2 separate regions of the Muntiacus reevesi genome follow, and region 2 is linked to region 1. A link is a contact called in public Hi-C data. All regions are on one chromosome and are shown on one strand. Each heading gives the region's core, a stretch centred on a gene start, on an enhancer-like site or on the middle of the called end of the contact. The rest is flanking DNA. Distances are from core to core; before and after follow the strand shown. Region 1 holds the start of EIF2S1 (eukaryotic translation initiation factor 2 subunit alpha). Region 2 holds the start of PIGH (phosphatidylinositol glycan anchor biosynthesis class H).

Region 1 (7,495 bases), core at 785-3,284:
AAAATATTTAGAGAAGCAGTTACTTCCTGCACCTGATTTTCCTCTTAATCAGCAAGCTGAACATTCTCAAACAGCAAATTTTCACCTCCCCAAACCTATCATTCATGTCTAAGCCCAAATAAGCGTATTCTCACCTCCTAGTCTTAAAGTAAAAACATCAACAACAACAAAATGTTAACATTCTGACTACCACCAAAGATAAATGCAGCCAGACATTAATTAAAGTGGTGAAAGAGACATTATTCAGTAACTGCTGACAGCAAGGGAAAAGAGCCGAGCTCCTCTCTGATGGTGCACAGGTGATTAGGCATTTTAAAAGGAGTGAGTGGACATGATTTGGAGAAAAGAAAAATTCCAAAAGGTTGGGCAATGGAAATGCCATCAGGCCAGCTGTGTCTGCTAGCGTACAATTAAGGAAGGGAGGTCAGAGGCACAGCCTAAGGTGTTGCATATTTGGCTAGATGAACTTTCTTAGGCCGGCATTTTACCCGGAGCTGGAGTCATCTTCGGAACACAATCTTAGGCTACTAGAAGCCAAGCTAGAGTCTGGTGGTCTCTCAGTGCAGGGCTTTGGATGGAGTCAGAGTCATTAAGTGCTGGGAGTTCTAAAGTCCTCCCAACCCCAAGGTATTCCTGATCTTTATCTATTTCAGAAGGCACTGCCTTTCTCCACACTGACTTGCCTCCCACCTAGGGCAAACAGCTATTATAAAGTCAATAGATAAGGTAAAAACCAAACAAAAACCCCTTCGTTTCATTAAAAGCTGTAGCCACCCACGAAGAGGCAGAAATCCAGGTTTGGGGTTAAAATAAACTCTTATTTTAACCCTCCTCAGATTCTCTGAGAAAAGTCAAGAAGAAAAACAACACAGCATACCCAAACAGATAGGGTCAAAATCAAAAGATCTAACTGTCAAAGCCAAAACTGATTTTCTGCTCCTCAGTGAAAAAAGAGTAAAAGAACGTAGAGGGCAAATAAGAGCAATCTTTATCTTCCACACGTTGTTAGGCACATTTGAGTAAACGTCAAAATTTTACTCCTACCGAAGAATTTAGACCAACAGAGAAAGGAGACCACAACTGAACAGATTCCACGGGCCTGGGTTCATTCAAGCAACATTTTTTGTGGACGATTAACAATCAAGACATCTCTCATCCTGGAGAGGTTTCTCAATTCAGTGGTAAATGTGCATAAGCTTATATCCACTTTACAATGAGATGGATGATATTAACATAATGAATACTGAATGGTGATGGAACAAAATAAGAGTCTCAGAAATTCAGGGATAACTTCCCACGGCATGTGACATTTCACGGGATCTTGCCAAGATGAACCTTACGCCCACGCTAGGGAGATTCAACCCCCCGATTAGGCCTGCTTCACATCGCAGTCAACTTCCCATCTCAAAGCATTTATCAAATTTCATCGCCTGGTCCATATCTTCACTGAACTGTGAGCTCTATTCTGGCAGCAGTAGCGACAATTCAGTTTTTTATAAATCCACTGCCCGGATCAATAGGGAATGTGGAATGAATGGCTCGATTAATAACTGAAGTCAGCAGACCTCCACAAAAGTCAGCAGCTCGGGCTGAACTCGGTCCAGTCTGGTTCAACTCAGAGCAAAGGGGCTCGTCAGGGAGCCTTGCCCTGGACTCAGGAAGAGACCTGAGAGCTCAGGATCGGCCCAACATACAAGAAGCCCCGCCGCTGGTCCAGGGTAATGAAGGGCCAGCGGCTCAGGCAGGTGTTCCTGAACACCTGCTCGTTCCATTCTTTTACTTACATTCGCGAGGGAAAGATTTCAATTCGGTCTTTGCCCGACATTCTGACGATGACTCTTCGGCTCGGGTTCCTGGTCGGGCAACCGTGGCTGCAACAACCCAGCCACTGAGTCTTTCTCTACGGGAGTCAGCTGGTGTGTCACGTGACCCTCTCCCGTTGCTAAGAGGAAGCCGGGCTCTGCAGTCTTCACTTCCGCTTCCTGTCGGTACGGGTGAGGGCCGGGGTACGGGGAGGGCGAGGACAACAAGAAGGCGATGCCCGGATGTTGAGGCGCGCGCACCCCGGAATCGCTCCCTCATTTCCGGTTCGCCTTCTAGCCCCTCCCCTTCCACCTCCCAAGCTGCTGCGGTCGGTTCTGCATGCGCCAAGAGAAAGAACAGGTAAGAGTACACTCCTTCTCTTTCTCCAGTTTTCATCTTTGGTCACAGCGCCACCTCCTGATTGACTGAAGGTTCCAGCGAGGATTTATGCTTTAGGGACAAGGAATCAGTCTTCCCTTTTACCTACGCCTTGACGATTACTTAGCGAAAGCTAAAGATAACGAGAAAACGTACTTTTCAGGTCCTCCTAAGGTCCACATTCTTTGTCCTCGGAGGACCTGGACTCTATGGTCAGTGACGAAGAGGGGCCTCTCTCCCGTTGGCGCTTGCGTGCTGTGAGTGGTTCCGCATGCGCGGTGTGGGTAAGCGAAGCGCACGCTGAGGAGAGTCGGCGACTACTGAGGGCAGGTCGAGTCTGATCTCTCCGACTGAAGAGCGTGGCGTGGGACCCTGGTGTGGGCTTCACACACATACCTCAGGTGACTAGTCTCTCTGATCGGTTTCTCCAGGAATTCACTTTGATTGTGTCTAGGGACGTGGGTGGTCGGTAGAGGGTAGGCCCCGGAGCTAACACCCCCTCCTTTTCCCGTCCTCGCGCGGGAAGTGTCTGGACACGACTGCCGCCACTCGCCGGCTGCGTGTCGGCCTCCCCGTGTAGCAGAGGTGTCATGGTACGGACGGAGGAATCTCGTGAAGGCAAGTGGCCCAAGTGATGGGACGGCCTCGTCAATATGCTGATAGTGGGGGTGTCTTGAGGTGGGGCGGCCTGGGGAGAACGCCGTGACACCCCGCCCCAGGACGCTGAGCACTTTGCTGTCTCTAGGCCTGAGAATTTCATCCTTCCCCCCCCCGGCCCCTCTTCTTCCGCCCCGGCAAATACTACCTCTCAATGGTGACCGGACAGGACACTTTAAGGAACCTGTGGATTGGGCCACGATTTTGACAAGAGTTGGGTTAAGAAAAGATCCGAGAATAGTTGGTTAACCTGAGCACTAATATTAAAAAATCGAAGCTCTTGTTACCCTGTCGCTGGAGTTGTGCGTTTTTGTAGAATGAGTCAGTCCTTAGGACGAAAGTAAAAGATACTACTGAAGAGTTTATCATTCTTCGTATCATTTTGCCGTATTTTCAGCACGGTTGAGAACAGACTTGTAGAATTAAGCGCTGTGGTTTTCCGGTTAAGCAGAACTGAAAAACACAAGATATGGAAATTTTAGGTGCCTTTTGTTAACTACCCCAGACTTAGTCTACTTTAATTTTCAGTAAACAAGAAACATTGTTTCTTGGGGGAAAAGTGTAGCAAAAAAGTCTTGGTTTTTTTTCTTCCGATTGAAGTTGTTACTCAAGGGGGGAAAAAAAATCTTATAACTCCGTGTCTTTGAGCAGTTTGGAATTACATAGAGCTTTACTGCCTGTTCTTAGTGCATCGGATGCCAACTGAGAGTTTCTGGTTCTTAAAAGATCTCAAGAAGATGCGCAGTTTTAGAGATTGGTGCTTCCTATTTCAACTACAGCGAAATAATTGAAAAGCTTTATTTGTTTAGCACTTCTGTACTGAAATTGAGCATTCATAGAGCATAACTGATAAGTGTTAGAGCCGAATTAGGATTACCACAAGAGTTGCCTCTATCACATCATGCTTTGCTTTGGAAGGGAGTGTGGACTTCCTGTATCCATGATGACGACTGGAGCACGCAGTGATTTAAAAACTCCTGCCTACCATTTGACCAGGCAGAATTACCGACGGTGCAGAGTATTTGAAATTAGCTTGGAGCTCAGTTGTTGCATTTTGAAAGATTCTTTACTGGAGAACACATACTGTATTGTAGTACTCTGACATATTGAGGCTTTGTGGGTTAAACTCTGGATTTAGTGTCACATGACCTGGTTTTAGCTCCTGTTGTACTTAGTAAGCATTTGTCTTTGAGGAAATCATTTAGTACTTTATTTTAATAATAAAAATAATTGTTTAATGAATTAAGTTACAAAATAGAAATATTTCCTTTGCCTTTTAATATCTTATATTTGTATAGCACATTACACTTTCCAACTCTTTGCACGTGTATATTATTTCATTTGATGTCCTCCACAAACCTGTGAAGTACATGGCACACGTTAGAAGCTACAGTTAATGGGAATACATTAGTATTCCTAAGCCACAGTTAGTAAGTAGGAGAGCAAAGTTGTAGATTATTTTTTTTGTACTTATGTACTGTCTTTCACTGTGAATGACATACTATCAGCATTATTCCTTTTTTACATTATCTTTTACAAAGAGATTTGCACCTTCTGAAGCAGTGGCATCCATATCACTCTTCAGGATTCTTTTACACTATTGCCTGTGTTCTTTTACAATCAAATTGCATCTTGCTTCTCCAAAATTATCCGCTTTGCTGTTTGAAGAAACTTGGTGAGTAAAAGTGGTTAGCACTTGTTAAATCTCTTAAAATGTTTCACACATTTCCATAATGTTTATTTTTATACCCAGTATGAAATGTTTTTAGCTCTCAAGTTTTAGTGTTTTACATACAGATATTTGAGAACAGAAAAAAAGGCCCTGTTTAAAAATGAATCGGCCAGCTCAGCTCTTTCTTGGTGGGTAATTCTGGCCATTGTATGTCTACTTCCCTTTATTTGCTAAATCCCTATTTTGTCATGCTTCAAAGAGAAATATTTCTCTACCACTGTTGTATGCAGCTTTATTTTTTATTAAACAGGATAGGTTAATAATAAAAAGTTTTATGTGTCCTCTGTCCATGGAATTTTCCAGGCAAGAATACTAGAATGGGTTGCCATTCCCTTCTCCAGGGGATAATCCCGATCCATGGATCAAACCTGGTTCTCCTGCATTGCAGGCAGATTCTTTACCATCTGAGCCACCAGGGAAGCACGATATTAATACTAAAATTACTACGTTCTAGCACTGAATGTATACACTGATGGTGCTTTTTAAGCTATTTCTAACTGTCATATGTTTATCAATAACGTTGAGAGAAAATAAAGCCTAATGAATAAGACACAAACTATGGATTCAAACGTTACAGGTTCCAACTCACTTGTTAACAGTATATGACGGAACAAGATGCTTAACCCATGCTTCATATTTTTCATCTATAAAATGGGGACTATGAGGAAAGTGGTACTTCAGGAAGATAGGCAGTGGCCAGATTATATAGGACCCTGTAGGTAGCTGAAAAATGTATAAGTCAGTGGGTAAGCCACTAGGAAGATACATGTGGGTGTAGTTATCAGTTCTCTAACTGCCCTGCAGCAGAACTCTGGTGTTTTATGAGCTGGATGTAGGTGTTTCATCTTTGAGACAGGCAGTAAGTTAGTATGTAAATTTTCACAAATTTTTCATAGGACTTGGATCTTCTTATTGCCTCTATTCTGAGCTTTAACAATAGTAAATTAGTTAAGGTTATCAAAAAAACATGAAAATTACCAACAGATTAATTTGAGAGCTTCCTTTTAAAAGTATATTTCTGTTCATGGAATGATTTTAGGCTTGTGGGTCATAAAAGGAGTGGTGTTTAAAGTAGGTTGGGTGGATCAAAAGGAATAGTTCTAAATGTATTTAATGTGTGGAGGTTAAGAGAAACTTGAACTTTATAGTAGTGGGGATATCTACTAAAGGATTTTCAGGGTTGAGTATACCTATTCAACAAGAGAGAAGATTATTTGGAAGTAATGGGAAAAGTGGAAGCTAAAAATTATGGTAGTTATGAATTAAATTCATTCTTAAGAGGAAAAAAAATCAGAAGGATACGTTTTAGTTAAGTTTAGTATCTTTTGTGATTAATTTTAGTTTTTGTTGTGACATGTGATACTATAATTTTGCCTAAAATAAATGATAGAGTTGTGTGTCAGTCAACAGCAGAGGATGAGCTTGTTGGGTGGCATCTCCGACTCAATGGACATGAGTTTGAGCAAACTCCAGGAGATGGTGAAGGACAGGGAAGCCTGGTATGCTGCATTTCATGGGGCTGCAGAGTCAGACATGACTTGGAGACTGAACAACAACAACAAATGATAAGAGTATATCATTTGCTATATGGTTAGGGTTAAGATTTAATTTGTTGGAAAACTCTTCTCTTTATATAGTGGGTGATAATCCAGTTTTAGCTGACTTGGAGGAAGAGTAGCTTTAATTTTGCTGGTAGGTTTATAGTAGTGATGCTTTCTATCATTTGTTATTAAGTATTAAAATAATATTTTATTCTTTATAAATGATCATTATTTTTTATGATTCCTTTGAAACTAATGGTAGAGAAACATGCAAGTCTTAGGAAAATGTGGAGCAAAATAAAAATTCAGGCTTGGTTCCCTAATATTCATCTGTTTTCTAGCACCATTTAAGGAGTTTAAAGAGATGAGAAGACTAAAAACTTCTTCCAGTAGCAAGATGTGAAAAATTGATATTTTTTATGTTGACCCTAACTGAACACTGACTTCATTCTTTTGTTTAAATTGCAGAATGCCGGGTCTAAGTTGTAGATTTTATCAACACAAATTTCCTGAGGTGGAAGATGTAGTGATGGTGAATGTAAGGTCCATTGCTGAAATGGGCGCTTATGTCAGCTTGCTGGAATACAACAACATCGAAGGCATGATTCTTCTGAGTGAGTTGTCGAGAAGGCGTATCCGTTCTATAAACAAACTCATCCGAATTGGCAGGAATGAATGTGTGGTTGTTATCAGAGTGGACAAAGAAAAAGGTAAATGAGAAGAATATTTAATTTTTATTTTAATCATTTACATTTACTTATTAAATATAAGTGTAATAATGAATAAATATTTTATGTTTAATAATTTATATCTGGAATTTTTCTGAGTTAAACTTACTTTAAAATATATTTTTTGTTCATTGCCTACTGCAGTGAAAAAACTAAACGCCTCTTTTTGTACTTAAACTCTTTTACATACAAAGTTGTTAGAGAAGGATGCCAATTAACCATCTAAACAAAACCTTTTAAGTTAGTAGTGGTTTAATTAGTTCATCCAGGACTAGCTTTTGTAAAAGTAAATGAATTTTAGGAATATTTTATCTTTAAAAACACATCTAGAACTGAAGACTCTCTCTGGTAATCAGAATGCCTGTGACCCCCAGATCCTGTGGTCCTTTGGGGTCTTTCAGGCAGAGGTGAATAGGTATTCGTTTATTTACTGTGTTACTTACTCAGAGTGTGTGTGTGTGTGTGTGTGTGTGTGTGCGCACGAGTGTGCAGTGTGCACATTGAGTCGTGACTCATTGGGTACCCCTTCTTTGGACCCCATGTAAATCTTCACCTTTGTGAACACATTGTTTCTAAATGTATTGTACGATACCAATGAGTAGGTTTTGTCTTCAGTTAACATAGTTAAGATCATTGGTTTCAGTCGTCTTGCTCTA
Region 2 (7,511 bases), core at 126-2,625, 210 kb after region 1:
GGTCTTAATTTTGCGTATATCTATACTAAATTACCATGCTCTGAAATATGCTCCGGTGGCTTTTTCAAAAAGCTAATGGGGGACTTCCCTGGTGGTCCAGTGGTTAAGAATCCAGCTTGCAGTGCAGTGGATGGGGGCTGGATCCCTGATGAGTGAACTAGGATCCTACAGGCCATGGAGCAATCACAATAAGCAGGCAGCTCCAACTACCTGCCACATCCAAAATTAAAAAAAAAAAAACACGTCTTTTTTTAAGAAAAACTAATAGATGCAGTATTGAAAACAATACCCAAAGTACAGAAATAAATAGCCTTGCGGTACTTGGCTCTGGTCAGATCACTCCTGGAATAAGAAATGCCACTCAGGGCACTACATATGAGAGTAAGTTAAAAATGAAAACGGCAATTAGGATGAGTCCTTTTATTTGAGAGTTGTCACAATGCTGCTACATACGAACCTCACAATGCTATGACGCTGGCATAGCAGGTATCAATTCCATTTTAGAGGTGTGAAAACGGAACCTGAGAAAACACTGGTGGGAATGAATCTGGAAATTAAGCACAGAAACCACCCATCTGTGAAATCTCACAGTGCTTTAGAAAATACTTGGAAGTGGGGTAGTGATTGTGGGGTGGGGGAGGTTAGACTGCCCTGAAAAAGAGAGATTCTTAACCTGCGTGTGAGAACTGTGGAGGCAAAGACAGTTTCTCGAAGGCTGTAAAAGGTATTGTCAGCAGTGATTGCTGTGACGAGTGGAAGTGATGGGTGAGGACGATCCATCCACCTGGTTCTCTTAACTCTTGGAAATGAACTACCGTGAGCCTGCACTACACAGAGCACACGGAAGTTAACGTTTTAGGCTGTCGAGCAAGGACGAGATGTATGCTGAGTGGAACCACAGGGCAGAGAGCAGCGACCCCGGAGCAGGGATAAAGTACAAGAGCGCAAAGTTCACTCAACGTTAGGGAAGAAGAGAGCTGTCCAGCAGCGGAATGGCGTCCCCTGAACCTGCGAGTTTCTGCCCTCCAGGCCGCACGCCTGCAGGAGGGTCCGGCGAGAGCTCTGGGCTCGAGCCTAAGACCCCAAAGATCCTTCCAAACCCGAGCCCCCGCCTCCGAGGCCGGCCTTACCTCACAGAGGGTGAAGAGTCCGTAGGCCGCCAGCCACACGGTGCAGGTGACAGCGGTGAGCGAGCGCAACGAGATCCGAGGGCAGCTGAGGCAGAACTCTAGGCACGAAGGGGAGTAGTATCGGCGGTGCAAGGCCAGACGGCCGCCGCAGATATCTGAGAAGCTCCGCTCGTCCTCCATGGCCGGTTCGCCGGCCCCAGGCCCAGCCATGCCGCGCCGCTCTAGCGCGCCCTCCAGCGTCCTCTCGCTGGTTCTGGACTCACTTCCCCACCGCGGAGTTGGCCACGCCCCTCCTCTGGCGGCGCGCAGCCGCAGTTCGGCGCGGATGGGGTTGTCTTTTCACGCCTTGCGCGGCCGGGATTGAAAGTGTATATACCACCGAGATTCGTAGGGGGTGCCAGTGCCTGAGCGGACAGATGAAAACCGCTGTTAACGTGCTTTCCACTCGACAAACTGATGTTTATTTACAAGCTAGAGTATGCCCCCCAGGAGGCAGTCAACAGGTATTCGTTCATACCATTCATTCATTCATTCATTTCGGTGCCAGGCCATTTTAAGTGCTGAAGGTACAGAGGTGAACAGGATCGACAAGGTCCCTGGCTTCAAGCAGCTTCCTTCCTATTGAGAAACAATATAGAAATAATTCCAGAGAGTGCTGTTGCAGTTTTATGACCTGCAGGGGTGGCTTGGGGAGTCAGGAAAGTCTCAAAGAAAATATACCAGAGCTGCAAGGATATGGAGCCAGACTAGTCTCTGGGAACTCTGGAGGAGGAATTTGCCAGGAAGGAGGACCAGAAAAGACAAAGCCCCCGAGGCTGAAACAGGATTGGCTATTGGTGGAATCAATAGGTCAGAGAGGCGAATGCGTGGGAAATGCAGTTGGAAGTTGGGGAAGTAGGGAGGGGTCAGAACCAGGAGAGTCTGGTAAGGAGATCGGGTTTCATTGCCTAGTTTTCTCTTCCAGACCACTAAGTGGAGCAGTGAGTAGGCAGACAAGTCCTGGCTGGAAGGGTTAACAAGAGTGGAGGATGCAGAAGGTATGGATAATAAAATTACTAAACTCATGAGTAATAGAGACCTGCGGTGTGGATTCCCTTTTCTTTTTCACTTGGGATGTGGCCCAAGAGTGCCTGTGTGGCCCATTAAAAGAATTATGGCGCTTCAGCCCTGGGGCACCATCGTGTATTAAAGAATTTGTGTATAAAGATGAATGGTATAAAGGTCTCATGAACTTGTGTCCTGATGAAAGTCAGGTTCAGTTTCTCCATCTTCATCCAGGATTTTGTTTTCCTTTTTCTTCAAGCGTTATTTTGTTTTTCCAATTTTATTTCTGTATAGTTAATCTTACCAAGCAATACACCCCTTTCATTTTTGTAAATATCATGTGATGTCTTTTATAATGGTAAAAGTGATGTTTGCTTATTATGGAAAATTTGAACAATACAGAAAAGAAGAGAGGCTTCCCTGGAGTCTAGTGGCTTAGAATCTGTGCTCCCAATGCAGAGGGCCTGGCTTCCATCCCTGGTCAGGGAACTAGATCCCATATGCCACAACTAAAGATCCTGCATGTCACAACGGGTTGAAGATTATGCACGTGTACAACTAAGACCCAGTTTAGTCCATTAAATTAAAAAAAAACATTGTCACCATACATGGTTATAAAAAATAAGAAAAATTTAAACCATCCATATTTCCACCCCTCAGAGATAAACACGGTCAGTGTTTTGGGGAACCACTAGTCCTAGAGTTCTTAACTTGCACACCATAGATAAAATAAGAGTTTTTATCTTTAGTTTCTTAACTTCTGATTGAAATTTAACATTTCTTTCGATTGTGAATTAGGCAACAAGCCAATTAGTATTAGTAATACTTGTGATTTTTGTCACTGATAGAAACCACAGATATTTTCATCTGATAATATTCTCAAAATGTCCTTTCCACTCATAACTTCAAAGTTTCTACAGTAATTATTAGACCAATTACTAGATCTCCTTATTTAATGTGTCAACAGAGAGACACATATTACCATAAAACTCTTAAAAAATATTCTGATAACTATTTTAATTCACTTTTGTTTGAAATTCTATGTGTTCATTTACAAACATTATTGTGATAAGGGGTCCATTAGGTTTACTAGATTTACGAAGTATCTGTGACAACAAAAAATGTGAAGAACCTGTGTAGGCTCTGAAGTTTCACCACTCCAGAGTCATAGAAAAAAGACACCTAAGACACCTAAATGTATTTAAAGTACTTAATTTTTTGAATATTAAATTATTATATTAAATATTAAATTCTAGGGACAAATAGTATGGTAATGTAATTCCACAATCTTTATAATCACTTTGCTCTATCAGATCGTCTTCTTAATTTGCTTATCTGCAGTAGAAACTGAAATCTGTGTATTTGCCATTTGCTTAGATGCCGCGTGGGATATAAAGTGACAAGTTCTCACGACCATAACCCTGTAAAGACAGCAAGGAGTGATATATATATATATAAGCTATCAATTTTGGACTTCAAAGTATTCATCAGCCTCAAAAGTTTGGTGGAGGGGACTTGCCTGGCAGTCCAGAGGCTGAGACTGTGCTCCAAATGCAGCGGGTCCAGGTTCAATCCCTGGTCAGAGACCGAGAACCCACATGCTGCAACTAAGAGTATGTGCCATAACTAAGATCTGGTGCAGCCAAATAAATAAATAGAAGTAGATAAATAAAAATTTTTTAAAAAGTTCGATGGAATATAACAGCAAGGAAGGGCGGGCTGACGAAAAGAATTCAAACTTAGCAATTGGCAAGCTTCTCCATGGAGTTTTATTAATGATATCTTTTTGCAGGGTCACTAAAAGAGTCTCATAACCAATTCCCTAGTGAATTTAGTTGTGGAGAAGCAGAGAAAGGAAGTATGAGAAACACATACCCTGTGTATGTCAAGGCACTAACTGCTATGAAAATAAAATGTCAGTAGCATAACAATAAATGTTGGTTTATTGTCTGTGTATAGCTCATTTAAGTGCTTCTGGTCAAATGACTCCTCATTCTGCCCAGTGGTAACTCAGAGACCCAGGCACCTTCTATTTAGCGGCTTCACAATCTCTCGGGGCTTCCTCATGTTTCCTTCCATTGGATCTTCTGCATCCAACAGATGAGGGGGCAAGCATAGAGGATCATTCCTGGGAGGGTTTTATGGCCAAGTCTTCGACCTGCAGAACTCATAAACATGGATATACGGAACTTCAAAGGAGGCCGGGAAACACTGTCTATCAGTATGCCAAGTGGTGAAAGAAAAATGATTTGGTGAACGACTGGCCAGTCTTCACTACACTTTCCAAAGAGTTCTGGCTTCGAGAACTAGAAAATATATTTGAGTGAATTGAGCATTGTGGTGACAATAAACAGGAATAATCTGACCTACTTTTGATAAAACAGGTACTTACCTCAACTGCTGAAGTTGTTCTTGGAAGCTGAGTGTTTATGAATAGTAAGAAAAATATCTAGCCAAAGAATTCAGATAACTTTTTATTTTTATGGCCTGTGCTCGATTCCTTCTTTTTTTGTGTGTGGCTACGATAGGTCTTCATTGTGACACTGGGGCGCTCTCTAGTTGTGGAGAACAGGCTCTCAAGTGTGTGGACGCAGTTGTTGCAGCAGTGGGATCTTAGTTCCCTGATCAGAGATTAAACCTGCATCCTCTGCACTGGAAAGCGGATTTCCAACCACTGGACCACCAGGGAAATCCCCGAGCTAGATTCTTAAAACCTTTCTTATAGCGCTTTCTCTTAGTATTTACACTGATCGATAGTGTAGTTTCTCTAAGAATACTGTCTTATTCTGTAGTTTTTATTGTTTTTTTCTTATGATATAATATTAATGATTGTTGCTACTGTGTTAACTGACAGTAGAATTTATTTAGGACCATGTACTCATAGGGGAGAAAAAGTAGAGGCCCATCTAAGCAAAAAGAAATTCCGAAGAAATAGGGTTTTAAAAAGATAAATATTGAAATTATACCTCAAGTTTTAAAAAGCCGACTAAAAGAACTTAAAAAGCTTGTTGCAATTTTGTGAAACTGATCAAGAAAGTATTTACTTTGCATAAAAAAAAGGTAAATATAACACACTTCATCTTGTTCAGGATTTCATTTTGGTTTATCTATGTAGTGTGGATATGCCTCTTTATATAGCTTTTTTTTAGTGTGATTTCTTTTGGTACTACATTACATTTATGAAACTGTTTTAGAAAAAACTTGATCTACTGTATTTCTTCTTTACTCTTACACTACTATCACACTCACAACACTTCTGACACCAAATGCTGGGGAAGGGGGTCCCACACCAAGGACAATAATTCTCTGTGACACCAGTTTTCACACTCCATTATGTTCTGTTGTTCTCTTTTGTTTCTCCTTGTGCCAGCATCAACCTGTCTTGTTACTTTACAGTAGGCATTGATTTCTCATAGTGTTAAGTCTTTCAACTGTGATATTTCACTTCAAGACTGTTGAAATATTTTACTTCAAGACTGTTGTTGACTGTTCTAGGTTCTTTGTATACAACATAGTGATTCACAGTTTTTCAAGATTATACTCTATTTATAGTTATTATAAAGTATTGGCTATATTCCCTGTACTTTACAATATATTCTTGTAGCTTATTTTTTTTTCCTTTGGTTTTTTTTTTTTTTTCACTTTTGCTTATTTATTTTTTAACATCTTACTTATGTTAAGATTTCTAGGTCATGAACCTGGTCCTGTATATCTCTGTTTATTTAGGTCTTCTCTACTTTCTCTTAGTGGTCTTCTGCAGTTGTCTTGTACATCTTTCATCACACTTATTTCTAGGTATTTGGTGCTTTTTGATACTCTTACAAATAATATATATTTTAAAAATTGTATTACCTGTTTCTTTTAATATGTTCATTATTTTCCCAAAAACATCAAATTGAAATTTTATAAAAGAAAATATATTCCTAACCCTGTCACCCAAACAAGTCTTCATTTCTCAAGCATGTGAGTCCTTTTGTTTTAATGTTTTTAATTATTGAAAAGATGATGTAATATAGAAAATTTGTGAATGAAAAAAAAATTACACAAATCCTAAAGACCTTTCAGTTTTACATATCACTTTTCCATCATTCTCTCTTAGTTTCTGCACTTTAAAATATCATATGATAGAATACACACCATTTTGTAATGTTGAAATATAAACTGAGGCATTAAAAAAAATAAGAGTTTATTTGAGAAAAAATCAATTCAAATAGGGCAGTAGCAAGCCAGAAGTAAGAGCTGTCATTCCACTGACAGGTGCGAGGGGAAAGACTTTTACAGAGAAATTGTTCTTGCTGTTTAGTTGTTAAGTCGTATCTGACACTTTTGCGACCCCGTGAACTACAGCCTGCCAGGCTCCTCTGTCAATGGGATTTCCCAGGCAAGAATACTGGAGTGGGTTGCCATTTCCTTTGCCAAGGGATCTTCCTGACGCAGGGATCCAACCCACGTCTCCTGCATTGCAGATGGATTCTTTGCCACTGAGCCACCAGGGAAGCCCTTATAGAGAAAAAGTGGAAGCAAAACAAGGAAATCATCTGATTGGCCATATCATAAGGTTGCAGTGTTTGGAAAGCCTGGTCAGCCATGTGTGATTGGTTGTCCTTAGGTTTAGATTTCTTAACCTTAAGGCATTTATAGGTTTTTTGGTTTGCTTATGTAGGCAGCAAAAGTATTAGAATCACCTCAGTGTAATTAATTTAACAAGAATTAAAAATGAATGTTTTGGCAAACATTTTCCATACTTCTATAGAATTTATGAATACATATAAAATAGCTACATAGAGTTCCAGCCTGTTAATCAACCATAACTTACCTCATATCCCCCTGTTATTTTCCTGCCCAGTGAAAATGGCTAGTAACTGTTTCAAATAAGGAAGAAAGACAGTGGGAAAATATAGACAACTAGAAAGGGAAAATAGACACAGAAATAGAAGGAAACCTGCAGAAACGGATACAGCATAGGGAGCAGAGGGGTTATTTTCTTGGAGTCATATCTCCACCTTGTGGCACTTTAGAATAGTAACACTTAATGTTTTCGATTTAAATCAAAGAACACAATGGCCTTTTTGTGTGTGGGGGGGAGGTTTCTTTCACCCCTGAAACATCAAGCGACTATATATCTTTGAACACTAAAGTTTTAAATGGAATAAACCAAGTGTGGAAAAGTTTAGTTAAAATGATGGATCTAGTTTGAAGCACATGGGCTTGAGAAACAGGTTCAGATAGACCATTACATTCTCAGCTCCATTTCAAGTGATGGATATCAGTGACTTAAGTCATTGATGAAGCCACAACTATGTAGCCTAGGAAGTTGTTAGCTTCATGTGAAGATGA

The links. A called contact is a pair of places that touch in the nucleus more often than the background predicts.
Region 2: a contact with region 1 is called in a Hi-C map of blood, with 3 times the contacts expected there. The contact joins the promoter of PIGH here to the promoter of EIF2S1 in region 1. A contact is called at or near these places in 2 of 3 Hi-C or Micro-C datasets (blood and muscle).

Annotation. Positions count from the first base shown.
Region 1 is chr7:76,149,898-76,157,392 of mMunRee1.1, forward strand. It overlaps EIF2S1 (eukaryotic translation initiation factor 2 subunit alpha), which reads left to right and starts at 2,035. Exons shown (of 8, transcript XM_065940098.1): 1 at 2,035-2,163; 2 at 6,580-6,821. The coding sequence starts at 6,581. It overlaps ATP6V1D (ATPase H+ transporting V1 subunit D), which reads right to left and starts at 1,942. Exons shown (of 9, transcript XM_065940099.1): 1 at 1,785-1,942. The coding sequence starts at 1,825.
Region 2 is chr7:76,364,985-76,372,495 of mMunRee1.1, forward strand. It overlaps PIGH (phosphatidylinositol glycan anchor biosynthesis class H), which reads right to left and starts at 1,376. Exons shown (of 4, transcript XM_065941325.1): 1 at 1,131-1,376. The coding sequence starts at 1,340.